Regions from separate parts of the Bombyx mori genome. Here region 1 is linked to region 2. The links are chromatin contacts, called in public Hi-C maps. All regions are on one chromosome and are shown on one strand. Each heading gives the region's core, a stretch centred on a gene start, on an enhancer-like site or on the middle of the called end of the contact. The rest is flanking DNA. Distances are from core to core; before and after follow the strand shown. Region 1 holds the start of LOC101746416 (forkhead box protein P1). Region 2 overlaps LOC101746416 (forkhead box protein P1).

What was found. A called contact is a pair of places that touch in the nucleus more often than the background predicts.
Region 1: a contact with region 2 is called in a Hi-C map of posterior silk gland, with 2.4 times the contacts expected there. The contact joins the promoter of LOC101746416 here to the enhancer-like site in region 2. A contact is called at or near these places in 2 of 7 Hi-C or Micro-C datasets (middle silk gland and posterior silk gland).

Annotation. Positions count from the first base shown.
Region 1 is chr27:7,996,441-8,003,142 of ASM3026992v2, reverse strand. It overlaps LOC101746416 (forkhead box protein P1), which reads left to right and starts at 4,626. Exons shown (of 17, transcript XM_021346122.3): 1 at 4,626-5,416.
Region 2 is chr27:7,963,740-7,969,798 of ASM3026992v2, reverse strand. The region is part of intron 1 of LOC101746416 (forkhead box protein P1); the gene reads left to right. Among protein-coding and RNA genes, the nearest start is that of LOC101746416, 32 kb to the left of the region's middle. Within about 2 kb of position 4,333, at least 2 of the 8 cell types and tissues checked have open chromatin away from gene starts, as enhancers often do.

The sequences.
Region 1 (6,702 bases), core at 3,377-5,876, 33 kb before region 2:
ATTATTATTTAATGATATATGACTTTATTGATCCTAAAGCATTAAATATGTATTTAAAATAAAATAACACTTATTGCGGCATAACTATAATAGTTAGACATATGCTGTCGCGACGCTTTTTGTAAATAATAATGTGTTCTACAAAGTCGTAGTACATTATTTTATTCTATCATCAATAGTTTTCACGGGGCACGCGATGTGAAGAATATCTTAGGTAATTTTTTTAGACCTTGGGTTACATTATTGAAGTTTTAAGTACGGATCCCTAATTTTTTCAAAAAAGATTATAGCCTATACCTCTCGGGAATAGCGTAGCTTACAATTCTTACAAACAGTGAAATAATTTTTCAAATCGGTTCAGTAGTTTCGGAGCTTATTCAATACAAACAAACAAACAAATCTTTACTCTTTATAATCTAACTAGCGACCCGCCCTCGCTTCGCTTCGGAAACATTAAAACGCACATGAAACCAAAAAAATAAATAAAAAAAAAATTAAAAAAAGTAGCCTATGTTCATCAGGGACAATGTCGGCTTCTAATGGAGAAAGAATTTTTCAAATCAGTCCAGTAGTTTCGGAGCCTATTCGAAACAAACAAACAAACAAATCTTTACTCTTTATAATATTAGTATAGATATATAAAATTCTCGTGTCACAATGTTCGTTTCCATACTCCTCCGAAACCGCTTGACCGATTCTCATGAAATTTTTTATGTATATTCAGTAAGCCTGAGAATCGGCTACTATCTATTTTTCATACCCCTAAGTGATTAGGGTTGTCCACCCCTAACATTTTTTTTTTTATTTGGACATTTTTTTTGTTATAATGAGGTATTATGTGGTTGAATGAGGTTTTGTTATTTTTATTATATATTCCCTCATCGTTCACAGCACTACATACCTCTTTCACTCATTTACCACATCCTTACACACTTACAATAAGTTAGTTTTTTTTTCTACACTAGAAATTCTCTAGAAATCTTATTTAAGGCAAAACAACGTTTGCCGGGTCAGCTAGTATTAGTATAGAAGTATAGATTGCAGAAATGCATGAATGAGTGACTGATAAATGATCACAACACGAATAGGGCCCGCACGTGCTTATTTCTACCGCGGAGCAGTCTTGCGATATTGTTTGAGATAAGTTTGTGTCTGGCGGTGGGTGGGGGGCTTCAAATTGTGATATCTACAGTGACTATTATCCGGGCCGGGTGGATCGTGAGCCAGTTTGGCTCTCTACCTTGTAAATAAAAAAACTAAAGCACTATTAGCCGTGTTTGTCTGGTTGGTTAGTATGTCGCAAAACTTGGGGTATAGGCCTAACGTGCCCATACGTCCCGCTTTGGGCGAGTTTGTCCCGCTGACCCCAACGAGAACAAAAATGTTCCGCTTTCATTTATCTGTTGTGAATGTGCTTAAATAAATAATAAATAAATATTTACTAACAGTCACGCCACGTTAACTGGTCCCGTGCTAAGTTCGTAAAGAACTTGTGTTACAGGTACCAGATAACGGAAATAAATGTAAGATTTTTATTATACACGTACATATATTTAATATACATCCATAACCTTGGAAAAGACATTTATATTTATCATAGAAATATCTTCCCTTGGCGGGATTCGAACTCGCGACCACCTTGTGTAGTGACCATGTCACTTACCACTATACCAGACGGCCGTTTATTAGAAACTTACCGAATACTTACTTCTCCAAAATCCGTATTGTATTACAAAATACATACTAAAGTAACTCTAATTTTGCTATAGAAAAGTAGTTTTTTGTTGCGAAATTATTCATAAATATTATTTTAAGGGCAAGTTGGTGTAAGAATTAAAATGTCAGTGAGGGTAAGTAAGATACCATAATAAATTATTTCAAGTCATTTTTTAAACCATATTTTCTTATTTTGCACTTAAATATTACATCTTACCCCGACGTACTCTATATATTTATATACGAAATTCCGTAGGCGCCTCGCTTTGACACAAAAAAAATGGTCACGTTGGGTATACCTACTACCATTCTGCCCATTTCTGTCACGAAGGGCAGGACAGTGTCTCCAGTATGGACTCTGGCAATCACTAAACTATGTGCAGATTAAGCTACAACTCTAGATCTGTTTAAGAAAAACATGAAATACAATTTTATCTAAAATAAGTGACAAAAAACAGTTCTTAAATTTCATAGAACCGCGTAGAGGCCATAGTCCGTTATTTTTTATTTTTTTATTGTACTTTTAAGCAGACGAGCATACGGCCCACTGATGGTGAGTGCAGAGCCAAACCGTTGTCTACTGTTAAGTACTATCAACAAGCCTTGTTTGAAGAAACACCGTGGAGGGGAGCTCATTCCAAAGCCGGATGGTGCGCGACAAAAAAGATCTCTGGAAACGCACTGTGGATGAACGCATTGGCTCCAGGTAGTATGGATGAACTCTACTCCGATGGCGGGCGGTGCGATGGCAAAAACGATTCAAGCAATCCCTCAGAGTATGTACTACCTACTTTTAACTATATAACAAAAATTTGACGTTGAGCCCCGTTAAAGTGACCGTATTTTGTTTTTAGACATAAATCATAATTTTAGTACCTCGCGAGAACAATGAAACCGCATCAAAAGGTCGCTGTGTAGTAAGTGGTTAAAGAAATACAAATTTAAAATAACAGTAACACATTATAATATAGTTTATCGCTTTCTTTTCAGTACACGACTTAGTTACATTAGTTATAGTCCGACAAAGGAGAACTATCACATGCGAACTCATTCATTAAAATTAAATAAAGTTCACACAATTCGGTATCGAACTAAAAGAGACTACGATTAAAAATTTAAAATGCCGATAGCATTGAACGAAAATCGAATTGAAAAACAACAATAAATAACGGAATCGATTCGTAAACACATTTTAAATGTTCTGTTATCGCTTGACGACAACTTTATTTTTTTTAGTTTCTCGGTTTCGCTAAAATAAAAGCCTGCGTCGAGACAGACGTCCGTTACCAACGCGTTCCACATACGAAATAATAATTGTATTAAGGAAACATGAGCGTGGCGCATGTGTTTGTTTGTTTGTTTACTCTGAGATGACGTCACGTGTTTATTCTCGCCGGGGAGACTGGGGTCGATCGGTTCAGTACGTAAAAACTGTAATTTTTTTTTCTTTCTGTTAGTTATTTTAATTAATGAATATTTTAATCCTCTTGTTTCAAAAATTATTCGTAACAGTCTATAAGCGCTATAGCGCTGGCGCTCTGTTTGACGGTATGTTACCATAGTAGTGCAACACATCTCGGCGTCATAGCGCGGCGTTAGTTTAGCGCTCTGACGCGCGCTAATTACGCCTTCTGTTTGACGAAGCCTTAAGTCGTAACATTTGAAATTAATTTCACTATAAAGACACGATTTGCTCATCAGCTTTAAGTTGTCGTTAAAATCTTATCTGTTTTTAGCATTTGGAAACAACTACTAACAAAAAAGTTTAACTAAATTCCAAAAGAATATATTAATTCGCTAAATGTAAGTCACTCTTATGTCATTGCTTCATCTTAAATTTTAGAACTAAAACAAGATATTATTGTGAGTGATTTAGATTTCCTGAATTAACATTTATAACTTGATCGAATTAACGATATAATATTATTCACCTCGTTTAAGAAGAAAAACAGAATTATCCTGTTTCTTAAATATGTGAGCGCCGAAACAGGCTGCACTGTGTGTAACCTTTAAAAGATTCTCGCTATTTTATATGACGATTTTAACTTGTTTTTCATTTCGTATTTCACGGAGTATGTTTTCCTTTTTAGTGATAAAATTTATCATTTTACTTTGTCCAGTAATTTCTTTAGTTTTGGCTGGTCGTAAACATAATTAAAACCACTTTCATTTCTACTTTTACATAATAATATGTATCGAAACGTCAGATATGGTCAGTTTAATGACAATAAGAAAAGCGATATTAAATCATCGACTTGTTTCAATTATTATAGTTTCTTGATGTTTTTTACTGGTGGTAGGGCCTCTTCTGAGTCCGCACGGGTAGATACACACCACCCCGTCTATTTCTACTGTGAAGCAGTAATGTGTTTCGGTTTGAAGGGTTGGGCAGCCGTTGAAACTATACTGAGACCTTAGAACTTATATATCAAGGTGGGTGGCGCATTTACCTTGTAGATGTCTATGGGCTCCAGTAACTACTTAACAAGAGGTGGGCTGTGAGCTCGTCCACCCATGGAAGCAACAAAAAAAAAAGTGAAATAAAATATAATTATAATGACAGAGGCGTTATCGTTCGCAAGTGAGTAGCGCCACATAACTCTCGAGCACCGAGTTACATACCAAACAGGGTATCTGGACATTCACGGTTTGCAAATTACCCGGCGTTATCACGAAAAAAAATGAGATTTACGACCTGTGGTAGGCGCGTCGTCTGCTGAATGTCTGAATGGCCACAGTGAGTGTCGAACTAGGCTAGATACAAATGCCGGTAGGCCCAGGCACGGCTGTGACGGGTGGATATCATGTGACCCGCGTCGCCTCTTGTTTACACACGCACACAGCGACGCGCACGCACACTCCGCCACGCCCGCCGAGCCGCTTATTTAGGTATATTGTTGTTTATTTTATTCGGCGCTATGCTCCGACACGGGGCGAGCCTTTCGACTCAGTTTTAACGCGTACGTTTTATGAAACGACAACTATGCGTCGATGTACGCTCGTCGGCAATAATAATTATTCATATCGGAACCGCTCCTAGCGACCGAAATAGCGACGCGGTAAACAAATTCGCGATTTTATTGGCAGGTTAACATTGTTCATTTTAATAGTTGATCGACTGTACTTTTTGTTTTTTTAGTTCGTTTGTTTTTCGTATTATCTCGACCGCTTTGTCGCACGCCGGTGCCTCTTGTCTCCGCGAATCTAAATAGCAGTTAATCATAGTTTATTTTTACCGCGCAACGTGTGTTAATAAGTTTCGGGGCCGATTGTCGCGTTTCTTTTATTTTGTATTTCGATTGAACTCGCTTATTTCGAATTGCGGAAGAGATTGTGCGTGAAAAAAAAAAATGTTCGCGAATGATGACTGTTCACCCGAAGACCCAGTTATAAAGATAAGGAATTGTATATCCGAACGACAACCTTGATAAGTTGTATTTATAAATTAATAGAATAAATTACATACGTATTATATTATAATTTTGCAAAAGTTTATTTGATTGTGGAATCGAAAATTCGGCTGTCTATTCGGGATTTTGGCGGGAACTCGTCCGTGGAGGTAACGAGGAAGAAGGCTGCACAGAAAGTTTGGAAAAGTGTTGAGCATACATCGGATGCTGGCGAGTGTTTTTTCAACGCGTTTTCGAGGCTAAGCGCTAGTTGTTTGAACAAGTGTGTTTTCTAATGGATTTATTTTGAGGTGAGTTTAAATTTACTTGTGTGTTGGTGTTTGTATTGTTTGCTTTTCGTGTTTTGTGTGAGTGCTCGCGCCGGTGGCGGGAAACCGAATACCTAGTTGCCGGGCCCTCTGTGTGAGTGTACAAACAATTGCGATTGTGTGCGTGCGCGACTTATTGTCACTCTTTGTAAGCGGGGAGACAAGGAGGGAGAGGTTACTTGTCATGTATTTAGGCGAAGACGAAACTTTGATGAGTTGACTTTTTAATTCATGTCCACCTTATATGGTTATACGAAGATATAATATGTTATACACGTTCTGTTATTACACGTGTATCTTTCGGCCGCGTATTTTGTATTAGCACGCCACATTTTCGAGAATCTATCGTCAATTTTCTGCTTGCTTTTTTGTACGTTTTCGGCAAAGTCTGACGTTATGTCCGATCTGATTATAAGGATTAGCCAAAGAGGTTGCTTCTGCTTACACCAACATTTCCATAGACTTCAAGCTCAGCGTTTATTTTGATCCATGAAGCGTCTATGAGTTTTATGGTTACTTAACAAAATCAAATTGTCGGATGCCGTGCGCGAATGTACGTTAAATGCTAAGTCAAATATTTAAGAATATTTCGTACTGATTTGCAGTGCTAATTACAAGGTTAGGCAAATATAAAATTAGATAATTAAATAAAATAAAAAAAGAAAAAACACGCAACTAACATTAAGCGTGGAAACGAAAAATACATTTTTTAGTAAAGTAATTTTTTTCATTCGCGCGAAAAAAGACACAATGAAACGACTTTTTTTTAGTAAAAAGTCTACTACAGACTAGGTATACATTCATTTTGAATTGTGTGTTATGAGAAACAGATTTAGATTTTTGCTTTTCGAATTTGCCCACACAGAGTTTCTCGCCGGATCTTCTCAGTGGGCCGCGATACCGACCCGGCGGTAGATTCTGCGAAGCTATGCTCTTGCTAGGGCTAGTGTTAGCAAATCCTCTCAGGTTGAGCCCGTGAGCTCACCTCTATCCGTCCGGGCGTAGCTGGAATAGCCTCTTAGGCTACCAGCAAATAGGTAGGGAAGAATAAAAAAGGTATTAGAAGCAATACGAATCACCGACGCCCGCTCCGAGAGGCTGCGGGATATATTTAAAGTTTTAATCTAATATACTTAGGCTTTAGATTGGCACGCACCAATTTTCGCGGCCGAAATAGATAGAACGATTATACCTAGCCGTCCGGTCCATATAGTTTTATCACGTTTATAAAACAATGTGCTGTGTAAATGGAATTACAGAAGAACAGT
Region 2 (6,059 bases), core at 3,084-5,583:
TTTGAACTGGATATGGATTTGAAGGTATAGTCTTTTTTTCAAGAGAATTGGGACCCCTACTTCAATTCCTCAGGTAGGTTCTCTCAGTCACTCGTTCACAATGAATGCACATATGCCGTCAAAACTTATTGTAGTTATGAAGTCCTTTCAAGCCTTTGGTGAAGACGTAAACAGCGGTGGATTTACATTAGGGGCAATCGGGGCAAGTGCCCAGGGCGACAAATTTTTTAGGGCGGCAATATTTTGAAAGTAAAAAAAAAAATATCTTATCAATATTGCTCAATATAATTAATTATTGTAATTTGACGGAATAATTTGACGGGCCTCGTGGCGTGTCGGTAAGTGATACCGACTGCCGTTTCGAGGTCGCGGGTTCGATCCCCGCACAGGACAACTATTTGTGTGATGATACACAGATATTTGTACTACGTCTGGGTGTTTTCTATGTATTATATGTATATATTTATAATAAAGTAATATATGTAGTATACCCGTCATCTGGCACCCATAGCACATGCATTAAGCTTACCTTGGGGCTAGAGAACGTTGTGTGAAAATGATCGTGTATAAAAAAAAAAACATTCAATGTCAATTGAAAAAAAAAATTGAATTGAAATTTATTGTATTAATTAATAACTTTCTGTTTAATTGATAATTCAAGAAATTCATCTATTATTTGTGAATTATAAATCTGGCACTTTTGGTAAAAATTTATAATCAAAATGGTTTATTAAATTTATTTCCTTGGAGATTTAAAATAATATTCGATTTTTATATTTTCTGAAAATAAAGAAATTTAATTAGTATTTTTAATTTTGAAAAATAAAATATAACCTATAAGTGTAAGTAAAATTCCAGTATTGGGGCGGCTTTTTTCCGGTGCCCAGGAGCGGCATTAAGTTTAAATCCGGCCTTGGATGTAAACATAAATGCCTGATGGAATAATAATAATAATAGACTAAGTAATTCTTACTGACAAAATGTTATGGCTTTAAAAAAAACCTGAAATAAAGTATAAATAATACAAGTAAAAATAATTAATAATCACCAGTTACTTTAGTTCATCAAATGACCGATACTATTTTCAAATACAACCTCAAAAGATCGACTGTCAAATCCCGGGGAAAAAATATAGCGTTATGGAAAACTATTCGAATCTAATAATGGATCTGAAAGACAAATCAGTATAGTTATATATATATATATTTACTGGTGGTAGGACCTCTTGTGAGTCCGCACGGGTAGGTACCACCACCCTGCCTATTTCTGCCGTGAAGCAGTAATGCGTTTCGGTTTGAAGGGTGGGGCAGCCGTTGTAACTATAATTGAGACCTTAGAACTTATATCTCAAGGTGGGTGGCGCATTTATGTTGTAGATGTCTATGGGCTCCAGTAACCACTTAACACCAGGTGGGCTGTGAGCTCGTCCACTCATCTGAGCAATAAAAAAAAAAAAATAGTTTATTACCATATTCTCAAATCAAACAATTTTTTTTATATTGCGTTTTTCATTAGTTTTAGTGATGGACGTTTTGGCGGGAACGCGAATACGGATTTTGTTTTATTTTGTTAATTTAGTGTTAACCGTCAGGTTCAAATGTAAAAAAAATATCAGCTTATTAACCGCTTAGCAAATCTTTTCACAACTTCGCTGGAACCTGAGAAGCCGGTTTCTTCCAAAAACCCCACTGATGTTATAAGATTACATAGTTTTACACATAAATTCACATAGTTTTACTGAGACATTAATTTATTACAAACTCATCTCGTTTCAATTCATTTCATCTTAACGAATTACGATTTAATGTAAATGGGGGTTTTTTTTTAATTAATTCCGCCCTATTCTTCAAATTACAGAGAATTTTATTTTATTATTTAAATAATAACTGAAGATTTTTGTAAACTCGACAATCGCCATATTGAAAACTCGAAGAAGACTTCAGTGTTCGGCAATTAAAAAAAAAAAACAAAAAAAAACTAGAATAAGTCAGTTACTTTTTTTTCAAAACGTCAATATGTAACCAATAATAGGAAAATGGAATACCTTAAATGGCCTAAATGAACCGTAATCTATCAGTGAAGTTCGATCATTTAGTCAACACGAGTAATGACAATTCGTTTACCTGTTACCCATTTATATCCCAACTAGCTGTACCTACCCATCCGCTTCGCTGGGCATTTAAAATTAACATTAATATTTCTCACCCCCCACAAACATTCTCATCATTAACGCCCCCGCAACTGGTGTAGAGAGTCCAACACTCATATAAATATTAGCCTATCCATTAAGTACATGTATTTTCTACATGGATACCAAGTTTCAAGTCAATCGGATGCATGGTTCAGTAGTTACAACGGAACATCCGTAAAAACCACTGTAGATATTATAAGCTGTATAGATAATAGTATAGCTGTTATCATCTTATCGAATCCTTAATTCCTAAATAGCCATTAAAAGTGGACTCGGCGGTTGGTAGCAGCTTTGCTGTGCCCCTGGCATTGCTGTCACGGTGCGATAAGACGAGAATTCTTAAAGCCTATAGAAGTACATAATGGTCGCAGCAGTATCTACGGCTCGTAGAGTTGGTTTTGTACGTTTTCCTGTGTGGACTGTCTGGTGTCGGCTTATAAAAGCAATACTTCATGTCTTCCGGATTGACTTGGAAGCGAACAGCAGCCTTTTTTTACTGCTTTCACTGGAAAGGACGAGTACACGATCCACTTGATACCGAGTGGTGATTATCGCTCGTCAATTTCAACATTTCTGACAAGACTGTTTACCATTCGGTCCACAGGATCGGGTCCTGTGGACCGAATGGTAAACAGTCGACGTCGCCCTAAACACGTCATTACGGATCCTCCCGATCCATTAACGGTGCTTTTAGGTACCTCAAGCACCGGTCACCGTCCTTGCCGAACCCGTCGCTTGCGACGAAGGGCTCGACGAGAGAATTAACCCATAGACACAGCCCATTGAGATTCTCGCCGGAGCTTCTCAGTGGGTCGCGTTTCCGATGCGGTGGTAGATTCTGCGAAGCACTGCTCTCTCGTCAGGGTCAGTGTTAGCAACACTTCCGGGTTGAGCCCCGCGAGCTCACCTACACGTGCTACAAGGCGAAGCTGAAATAGCCTCTCAAGGCTATCAACATAAGTAGGAAAAAAAGTCAATTTTAGAAGTAGAATAAATATTGAAATTCTTAACTATAAGAACGCATTTCAAGAGCAATATTACTTGTACGGTTTAATCTCGCATTCTTTACTCTCATTATAATATTACTTCCGTGATCACGAAAAGCGTAGTTTTCGAGACATCGGAAATAATGTAATGAGAAGAAGAAAAAAACGAGTTTTAATTCCAAAAATAGTTTTAATTATGTCTAAGAATCGCGAAAATCGAAGAAAATACAAAAAATTATAATACTTTTTTGTACTCTGTTCATTTTTGTTAAGACTAAAGTAGCGGTTGAAGTCCGAAGACACACGTTAAATTCAATTTAATTCAATTCAAGTTAACTGAGTTGTAGTTATGAAAATTACGTTAAAAGATCACGGTTGCATAGATACATTGATGGTAATGTCAAAAACTAGTCGAAGACATATTAATATAGTCGTTAGCCATCGTGGAACGCAAGGTTAGCCAACTGAATTTCTCGCCGGATCTTCTCAGTAGGTCGCGATTCCGATCCGGTGGTAGATTCTGCGAAGCACTGCTCTTGCTAGGGCTCTGACACTACTCGTGTTAGCAAATTCACTCAGATTGGGCCCGTGAGCTCACCTACCGGTCCGGGCGTAGCTGGAATAGCCCCTTAGGCTACCAGCGAATAGGTAGAAAAAAGAAGATATTTGAGAGAAGAAGCAAGATATTTGACAGATGCCCAAGTTTCGCTAAAGATATTTTAAAGATAAGTTGGCATATATAACATTTCTGAACAACATTTTACAACTGAATTTCTCGCCGGATCTTCTCAGTGGGTCGCGATTTCGGTCCGGTGCTAGATTCACTGAAGCACTGCTCTTGCTAGCTTTAGCACTTATCTCAGGCCGAGCCCGTGAGCTCACTTACCCTTGTGCGTGTAGTTGGAATAGCCCCTTAGGCTACAAATGATTAGATAGTGAAGAAAGAACTACATTTGGGACCGTCAGCCCAGCAATTTCACCCACTCGGTGGAAGATTTTCCCTTTGTCGTTTGTTCCCAAGTGCTCCTCAGAGTATTATTTATTTGTTCCGACTATGATCCATTTAGGCCAATGTGCCGATATCAAGTAGTTCCAAGGTATGAAATGGTCTTCTGCGAGTCTACGTCAACATAATAATAATACAAATGGAAACACGATCGATACGCAATCTGTTTGCAAAAAAACATGAATTGTTTACTTATGTTGTACGTAAGCGGCACTGATAACGATTTGTTTGTGGAATAAACATTAAATATATTATCTATATAGATATTTATATGCAGCATTATACGTGGGCTTTGAACGCAATCAAGTGTGTGGGCGATAGGGTTTGTTAATTTCAGAAAGAGGACGAAATTAAGAACGTCCTATAGTTTGATATAGCTTTTTGTTTTTGGTCGTTTTTGAAGATTTAGCATGACTAATTCTTGCTCTAGCTCTTGTTAGTTTTATTCATCGGGCTCCAATGAAAATTTCATTTTTCTATCAGAGCCAAAGATGGATGTACAAACTTAAATAACTTAAATTTACTATACAAACTTAAATTTACTGGTGGTAGGACCTCTTGCGAGTCCGCGCGGGTGGGTATCACCACCCTGCCATTTCTACCGTGAAGCAGTAATCCGTTTCGGTTTGAAGGGTGGGGCAGCCGTTGTAACTATACTGAGACCTTAGAACTCATATCTCAAGATGGGTGGCGGCATTTACGTTGTAGATGTCTATGGGCTCCGGTAACCACTTAACACCAGGTGGGCTGTGAGCTCGTCCACCCATCTAAGCAATAAAAAAAAACGTGGCTTGCATCACGCGGCTTTGTGATGCAACAAGTGTTATAGAAAACAAGAGGTGTCTATAAGATTAATCTTAACAGTTAACTGTTAACTAATATTCTCACACATTAAGAGAGTGAATTGAGTTTATTTTTTGCCGTTTTAAATTTAAAATCTAATCTAAAAATATAAATTTTTTTTTTTCTTCGCACCTCGCGAACCGTGGACACAATTAAAAGTATTTTTGTGAAACAATCTACCGTTTTTAATTGTCTTTATTAATTAACTAGCTGACCCGGCAGACTTCGTAGTGCCTCAATCGATAAATAAAAGAACTAAATTTTTGCATAAAATAAACTTAAAACAAACAAAAGGAATCCTCCTCCGAAGTCCGACGGGGGACACATCAAAGGAAAAACAGAATTGTTATTTTTATTTAATTCCGAGCATTTTAATATTTATCTACCTTTTAAACCGTCTCTGGACTTCCACAAATAATTCAAGACCAAAATTAGCCAAATCTGTCCAGCCGTTTTAGAGTTTTAGCGAGACTAACGAACAGCAATTCATTTTTATATATATATAGATATATACGACGTTTCGGATACTTTACAATATTCGGGGCTGTAGTATGAATTGGTATGTACGATTTGTATTTCTTTTTATGATACACTTCGAAATTTGGAACAATGTTAGAATTTAGTTAATGATTACACTGCCTTTTTTTATTGCCCTTGTAGGCATACGAGAATATGGCCCACCTGATAGTGAGTGGTTACCGTCGCCCATGGACTTCAGCAATGCCAGGGGCAGAACCAAGCCGCTGGCTACCTTTAAGTACTCTCCACAAGCCTCGTTTGAAAGACATGTCATAGCGCTCGGGAAACACCGTGGAGGGGTGCTCATTCCAAAGCCGGATGGTTCGTAGCATAAGAAATCACTGGAAACGCACTGTGGATGAACGCAGTAGCTCCAGGTAGTATGGATGAGCTCTACTCCGGCGATGATGATGATGATGATGATTTATTTATTTTATTTTATTTATTTATTAAGTTGCACCAACAAAGTGATCATCAATACAAAACATTGACAAATTGACAAAAGTTCATGGCA